Regions from separate parts of the Mus musculus genome. Here region 2 is linked to region 1. A link is a contact called in public Hi-C data. All regions are on one chromosome and are shown on one strand. Each heading gives the region's core, a stretch centred on a gene start, on an enhancer-like site or on the middle of the called end of the contact. The rest is flanking DNA. Distances are from core to core; before and after follow the strand shown. Region 1 has its middle 37 kb from the start of Wnt4. Region 2 overlaps Hspg2 (perlecan (heparan sulfate proteoglycan 2)).

Region 1 (3,317 bases), core at 228-2,727:
CCCTGCAATGCAACTCTACAAACTACTTATAGTGCACAGCAGGGGCTATGGTCTCACTACCGAAGTATCAAAGGTATTCATAACACTGTCCCAAGACTGTATAGCAGTCAAGGCTCTGCACAATTTCCCTAAGTTAGAAGTTCCATAGATTTTATAACTTGATAGTCTGTGGAATTTCTAGACTAAGTCTTAACTTCTTGAAGAATTCACTAGTTTTCCCAGTGCAGCAAGGTACTATAAAGTCAGCTCCATGACTTTCTGTCATTGATTCAAAAAAAAAAAAAGAAAAAGAAAAAGAAAAATCCCAGTAAGGAACTGGTATCCAAATTAGAGTGTAATCTGGAGTGAATTGTCAGAGTTTTAACCTAAATTTACCACTAGATGGAGCTAATCTCAACCATCTAAGAAACTCTTGTCAAAAACTGGCACCAAAATTTAAAATCTCTCTCTATAATCGTTTTGAAGCACTAGACAGTGTGGTATTAGCACAGGCCTTTCCGAAGCTCTGAACTCATGACCACAAAGCACAAATGAAGCTTTTCAGTTTTAGGCTTAGAGCTCACTAACAACCCTCTATTTTCTGCCTCTAGAACTGGCCCAATACCTCATTTATAGCTAGCTAACCACAGTCAAGACACGGGAGCTCAGACTCTACCATAATCAAATACTAATTGATTGTCAAACTAACCCACAAAAGTGGGCACTACTGTTAAATTCCTTACAGCTAAAACTCAACCCTACACCAGGCAGTGGTGGTGTACAACTTTTAAGAGACAGAGGCAAGGAGCTGAGTTCAATGCCAGCCTGGTCTACAGAGCAAGTCTCAGGACAGCCAGGGCTACACAGAGAAACCCTCTCTCAAAAAGCAAGCAAGCAAGCAAACAAAAAACTCAGCCCTAAATAATAATAAAATTCAATGGGGAGACCATGAACAACAGGACAAAGCAGCCGTTGTTTCAATACTTTTCCCAGAAGCCCACCTTGGCTTAATGAGGACAGTTTCCACTCATATTCATCTCTAACATTAATCACCTGGAATCTGCTACTGAGTTCCCTCTGCAGGGTGAACTGAAATATTACTGAGAAGAAAATAATACCGACTTCCCAAATAAAAGTCTAGACAAGCGCACCATCAGGTACTACAAAGTGCTTTTGCTAAAAGCACTCACTTCACACTCGCTCCCAACTCAAACAGGGCAGAGGTCGGCCGACCTTCACCCTACCCAGTTTCCAGGTCAAAACGCTGCCGAACTCTACTCAGAAGCACCCTAGTCTCTGTCTGTCTGGCCTACCAGCGGTACGATCTCATTCTCCTTGGAGGCTTAAGACACAAAGAGTAACTGAGACGCCTCGCTGTCAGCTTTTACAGCGTCCTGTTCCAGACCCCCATAAAGGCACCTGGAAGTCTTCAGTCACTGTCATAAACCAGCAGTTACTTTGGACTGCAGACCATCAGCGCCTGCCAAACAGATCACACCAGGATGAGATCATCCCTAGCAGGGGCCATCAACTCTGGGAACCAGAACAGGGCCTCAGGTATTAACTTCACCAAATCACCCAGCAGAACCTGACTCACTGACCAATCAGACCACACCTTGACCAAAAGCTTAATTATGCATCCCTCCCTACCTCCCAACTCTTCCTATTTCTTTAAAGCTTCAGTCATTACACGCCCCGCCTCCCCCGTCCCCCTTACCACCTCCCTGCCCCGCCAAGCCCCCAGGATGGACTTGGAGTCAACATACCCCTTTTCAGTATTTACCAACATGGCCTTGCTAACTTTCTTTTTTCACTATTCATACCTTTGGTTGGTATATGGGGGTGGGGGTGTTGAATGGCTGAGATTAACATATTGGGCCTCCCGGTATCAGATTGAATACTCCAGGGAAAGTAGTCTAACAATAAGCATACATAGAGCTACTTTACAGGCCAGAGGGCAGCTCCTTAGGATGAGCACTTCAGCTTATCTGCCTACAGACAGTGGCCAGGGGCTAGAGCTCACAGGAAATGCTGCTGAATAGGATGCCTTTGATTCATACTCTAATAGGTAATGGAGTATTCACCTTTACCTTCAAAACCTGTCCTTTCTATTTCAGAAGAAGAACGCAATGCAGACCCATGACACACTTACTGCAGGGTTTTCTTTACATCCTGGCCACATTAGTCTGCACAATTATTTTAAACCTCCCCTATTAAACATATATTTCAGTCTTCCTCCAACACAGGACTCTAATGTATATTATCTTTAATAGGCAAGTATCTACTGTCTCTCGAGTTCTCAATGGTGCACTCCAGTGAAAGTAGTCTCTAACAATAGCATACTTTACAGGCCACAGACAGTCGCTCCAGAGCAGCTCATTAGGATCACCACCTCATGAAAGAAAGGCTTATGTGTGCCTGAGGGTCAGTGATTCCTATGGAGAGCAGAGTGTGGCCGGGGACCATCCTGTCAATAGCTGGCTCTAATGTCCACACTACCCAAAGGCAGCAAGACAGTATGAAGCGAGTCCAGGAAAAGGATGTGGAAAGCAGTGCTCAGCACTGAGGAGTCTGGGGTTGCCCTATTACTCAAACCTGGAGCCAAGAACTTGAAGGTAAACACTGATGACGGAAGGTCAGAGATGTGGGCCCAGATGCAATACAGTTGTGTAAGGTGTCTAAACTGCCTCTTTTTCTTCACCACACACAGAATTAGCAGATTACATAAACTACAAAATATAAAGACTGTGGAAGGACCACAGAACTGCTTGGCCACCTAGCTGTCCTTAAGCCTGTTTTAAACTCTCCTTCCTAAAGTAACAACCACCTCAGCAGAGGAGGAGCTTTGCTCCATAGTTTAGAGCACTAGCTACACCTTCAGGGACCTAGGTTCAACTCCTACTACCCATTCCTCCAGTCCCAGGGTGATCTGACGCCCTCTTCTGGCATCCCCAGACACTACACGCATGCAGTGCACAGACACATATGCAGGCAAAACACCCAAACATAAAAATATGAGAAACTGGATGTGATAGTGCACGCCTTTAATCCCAACAGTTGGGAGGCAGAAGCAGGAGGAATTCTATGTATTAAGGTCAGCCTGGTCTACAAAGCAAGTTCCAGGCCAGCCAGAGCTATACAATGAAAACCTTGTTTCAAAAAAAAGGAAAGAGAAAGAAAGGGAGAGTGGGGGGAGACAAGATTACTAGTGCAGTTACACTGTCCTTCAAAGTCCTATGGGGGTTGAAAATGGCCTACATACCAATCATGCCTTCCAGATGACTATGGGTACTACAGCACACACAGCAAACAGAGTGAACAAAGCAACCTATGCGGTA
Region 2 (3,317 bases), core at 210-2,709, 180 kb after region 1:
AGCATCTTTCCCACTGGGTCACCTCATAGCCCCTCTGGCTCTTACTGTCTTCTCTCATGTTCCTGTGGGTCAGTAGCCTTGATCCAAGCAGTCGTAGAAGCAGTCTATGGTATAACCTTTGAAAGGTTCACACTCAACGCTCTCTGTCCTGTATGTACCTGTGTCCCCATGTTCCAGGCCTTGTCTGGTTTCTATGCCCTGCATGTCTCTGCGCTCTGAAAGCATCCTAGTCAACCTTGACTCCCTCCGAAGCCTCATGGATGCTACCGAGGATAGCCTACTTTCTGTCTCTTCTTTCCTTGTCCCTCTATAGGCCTTGGATCTAGAGGTATCTCCGTGTGTGTCCCTTATCCTCACCAAGAAAACCTGGACAACACCCAGGGCATGAGTCTGCTGCCTCCCAGAAGTTCTTGTTTGGCCACCTGCTTGGGTTCAGAGAGTAGCTGTCACTAGGGACCACCCTGCCTGTATCCTTGCCTCAAGGAGTCACTCCCTGAAGTTAGAGGCAGACTTTGGCCTTGGCCTACGTGAGTCAGCCACTCCCCTTCCCCTAGCAACCTACAGGTCTGGAAAATCCCCTCTCTGCTTGGCTCCTTCCTTGCTGGCTCAGATCTCCCTCCAGCCCTGCCTGAGTACTCCCGTTCCTCTGGGAGGAAGCAGGGCTCCCGCATGGCCGGAGACAGGCTACGGGGCAGGAAGCCTGGGTTCTATTTCTGCCTGTGACCTTGGAGCTACCCATGGCTCCTTAGGACTTAAGGAACACACTTGCACAGGCCCAGGCTGCTGCCAGCCCAGCATCCCCTTGGGCCATTCAGGGGACTGGTCAGGTTGGAGATGGAGCCTGGGTAGCCTTGGGCATTCATTCTGGTACTGCCATCCTGTTGGGCCTTGCAGCCTCAATGAGGTCTAGCCCAGTGATTCGGCTTTGCCTGGTTAGTGCAGAGCTTGAAGCACAGGTTAGCCCCATGGTGATCTAGGCAGGGTCTATGGGGAAGAGCCGCACACCACTACCTCACCACCTCAGAGGGTCTTTGTGAGCTGTGGTTCTCTGGGTGACATGTATTATACTGAAAGGGGACCTGAGGGGGACTCTCAGGGTCCTTAGCACTCACTGGTGAGAGGTTAGGTCTGCAGCCAGCTTCGGGAGGTCCTGGTGTGCAGGGAGCACTCTGTGAGCGAGTACTGGCTCTGCCTTGACTGTCCCAAGGAAAGGCTAGCCTGGCTAGCACTCAGACTCTTCTACCATCAGGTGTCCAGGCCCACTCTGCTTTTTTTCCAGAGCCTCTTTCCCTCTGGCTCCATTTCCCCTCCCAGATGTGAAACACAGCTGCCTTTGCATAGACAGCTTTTTTTTTTTTGCAAACGAACTCTCTGCCCCTGGCTGTCTTACCTCTCCCTGAGGGCCCTGGCTGCCCCTGTATGCTCCAATACTGGGGAGAGAGCTACAGGCGAGAGCAGCTGCCACCGTCAACCTGGTGTCTAGGGCTGGGGGCCTTCTGACTCAGAGCCCTGTGCCCTTGGCCTTCCTGCAGATGTGTGTTCCTGGCGTGTTTTTTCTTGTTGAATCTCACTTTGCTATTTCCTGTCCGGTTCCAGGCTACTCCCCCACCCCACCCCCTTCCTCTCTACAAGAAGCCCTGGATCTTGCTTAGCAGCAAGAGTTTCCTTTCCAGACAGCAGTGTCTAAGTGGTGCCAGGGATCTGTGCACCTTGTGCTTGGCCCCCATAGCTTTGCTCGAATGGGCACTGGGAGGGTGTGATCATAACACCGTGACTTTTCCTACCTGGAAAGGACCCAAGTATGCCCTTTCTCAAAGCTCCTGTGCCCCTGATCACTGTCCCTGCCCCAACTCTAGCCTCTTAGTCCCCTGGTGTCAATCAAGGCCTGCTCAAGGCTGACCCTCCAGACACCTCTATTCCCAGGCAGGGAAGAACAAGCCTCCAGTCTTGTTCTTAAGTGCGCCTCTCAGAATCTCATGGGTATGCACAGCTCTGTCAAACCTGCAATGAGAAGCTGCCTCCGGGGCTCTGAGAAGGAGCCAGAAATCTGTTTTTCACCTGCCCTTGGGGGGTGGGGGTGGGGTTGTGTTTTGGTGATGGTGGTACTTGGGACCAAACCCAGGGCTTTGCGCCCATGAGGAAGGCAGGTGTTCTATCAGCGAACTACTGAGATACACCCTAGACAGGACACTGGTTTCGAGGCGAGACCTCAATCAGGCCCCTGCTGGCCTTGAACTCATGACCTTCTTGATTTTGCCTCTTGAGTGCTGGTATTACAGGCATGTCATATGTTCTGCTACCACTCCTGGAGAGTCTGAGGTCACATACCTGCATGCATAGGGACATAGTCTGCAAGCCTTTGACTACCACTGTGGACAGGAATGAGCCCCTTATGTGGTCAGGAGATGAGAATCAGGTGGCAGCATGGCTCTTTGGCTATGAGGATCAGACAGTAGGTCACACCATGCTGTCAGGTGAGGGCAGTACAGCTCTTATCCAAGGCTCAGCAGCCGGACAAACACAAAGTGACCACGTGGTGCTCAGTCCCGGACACACACACACACACACACACACACACACACACACACACACACACACATATGATGGCTGTGCCTGGCAGTTAAAATGAGCCTCAGCTCCCGTGTGGATCAACTGGCAGCAGATAAGACAGACCCAGGGATTTTGTGTCTACTTATGGGAACAGGAACATAGGATGGGAGAGAGTGCCACATAGAGTGAAGGAGAGACCAGTGGTTTGCCCATAAGTGTGTGAGTGTGTGTGTGTGTTTGAGATAAGGTCTTAGGTAACCCACACTGACCTCCACTTGGCTGTGCAGCTAAGGTTGACCTCGAACTGATCCTCTTGCCCCTAGCCTAAGTGTTGGGATTATCGGTGTGAGCCGATACACCAGGCTAATTCTGCCTTTTTGTTACTGGGCAGTTAGAGGTGATGGCTAAGTAGATGTAAGGGATAACAAGAGTTGGTTCTAGAAACCAGACAGAAAAGGACATTGCAGCAGAAGGCCCTGGGGGACATGAACTGTATAGAATTGGGGTTTTCACAAGGAACTGTGTCCCTTTGACCAGACACCGGTGGCTGAGCCTCCGCAGTGCCTGAAGCCTTTTCACCAGAATTCTGGATTGTTCTGGGGTCATTGAATACCTGGGCCTGGGGCCTCCCAGCCTTTGGGTTCCCTGGATGTTTTCCTCTTAGTTACCTGGACAACGCCTTTGAAAACATCTAGATATTGTCCAAGTAGATGTAGGCATTCGCAGCCCAGAGCCATTTCTGGGGAAAGCCTGGATCATGGGTCCCT

The links. A called contact is a pair of places that touch in the nucleus more often than the background predicts.
Region 2: a contact with region 1 is called in a Hi-C map of muscle stem cells, with 2.0 times the contacts expected there. The contact joins two enhancer-like sites. A contact is called at or near these places in 2 of 39 promoter capture datasets (cranial neural crest and pre-B cells), 3 of 484 Hi-C or Micro-C datasets (muscle stem cells, nephron progenitors and palatal mesenchyme) and 2 of 115 datasets of contacts at active chromatin or transcription factors (the NIH/3T3 cell line and fibro-adipogenic progenitors).

The regions. Positions count from the first base shown.
Region 1 is chr4:137,313,309-137,316,625 of GRCm38.p6, forward strand. No RefSeq gene overlaps it. Among named protein-coding and RNA genes, the nearest start is that of Wnt4, 37 kb to the left of the region's middle. Within about 2 kb of position 1,478, at least 25 of the 459 cell types and tissues checked have an H3K27ac peak or open chromatin away from gene starts, as enhancers often do. A contact at or near this core is called in muscle stem cells, where this site is marked.
Region 2 is chr4:137,496,967-137,500,283 of GRCm38.p6, forward strand. The region is part of intron 1 of Hspg2 (perlecan (heparan sulfate proteoglycan 2)); the gene reads left to right. Among named protein-coding and RNA genes, the nearest start is that of Hspg2, 30 kb to the left of the region's middle. Within about 2 kb of position 1,460, at least 95 of the 459 cell types and tissues checked have an H3K27ac peak or open chromatin away from gene starts, as enhancers often do. A contact at or near this core is called in muscle stem cells, where this site is marked.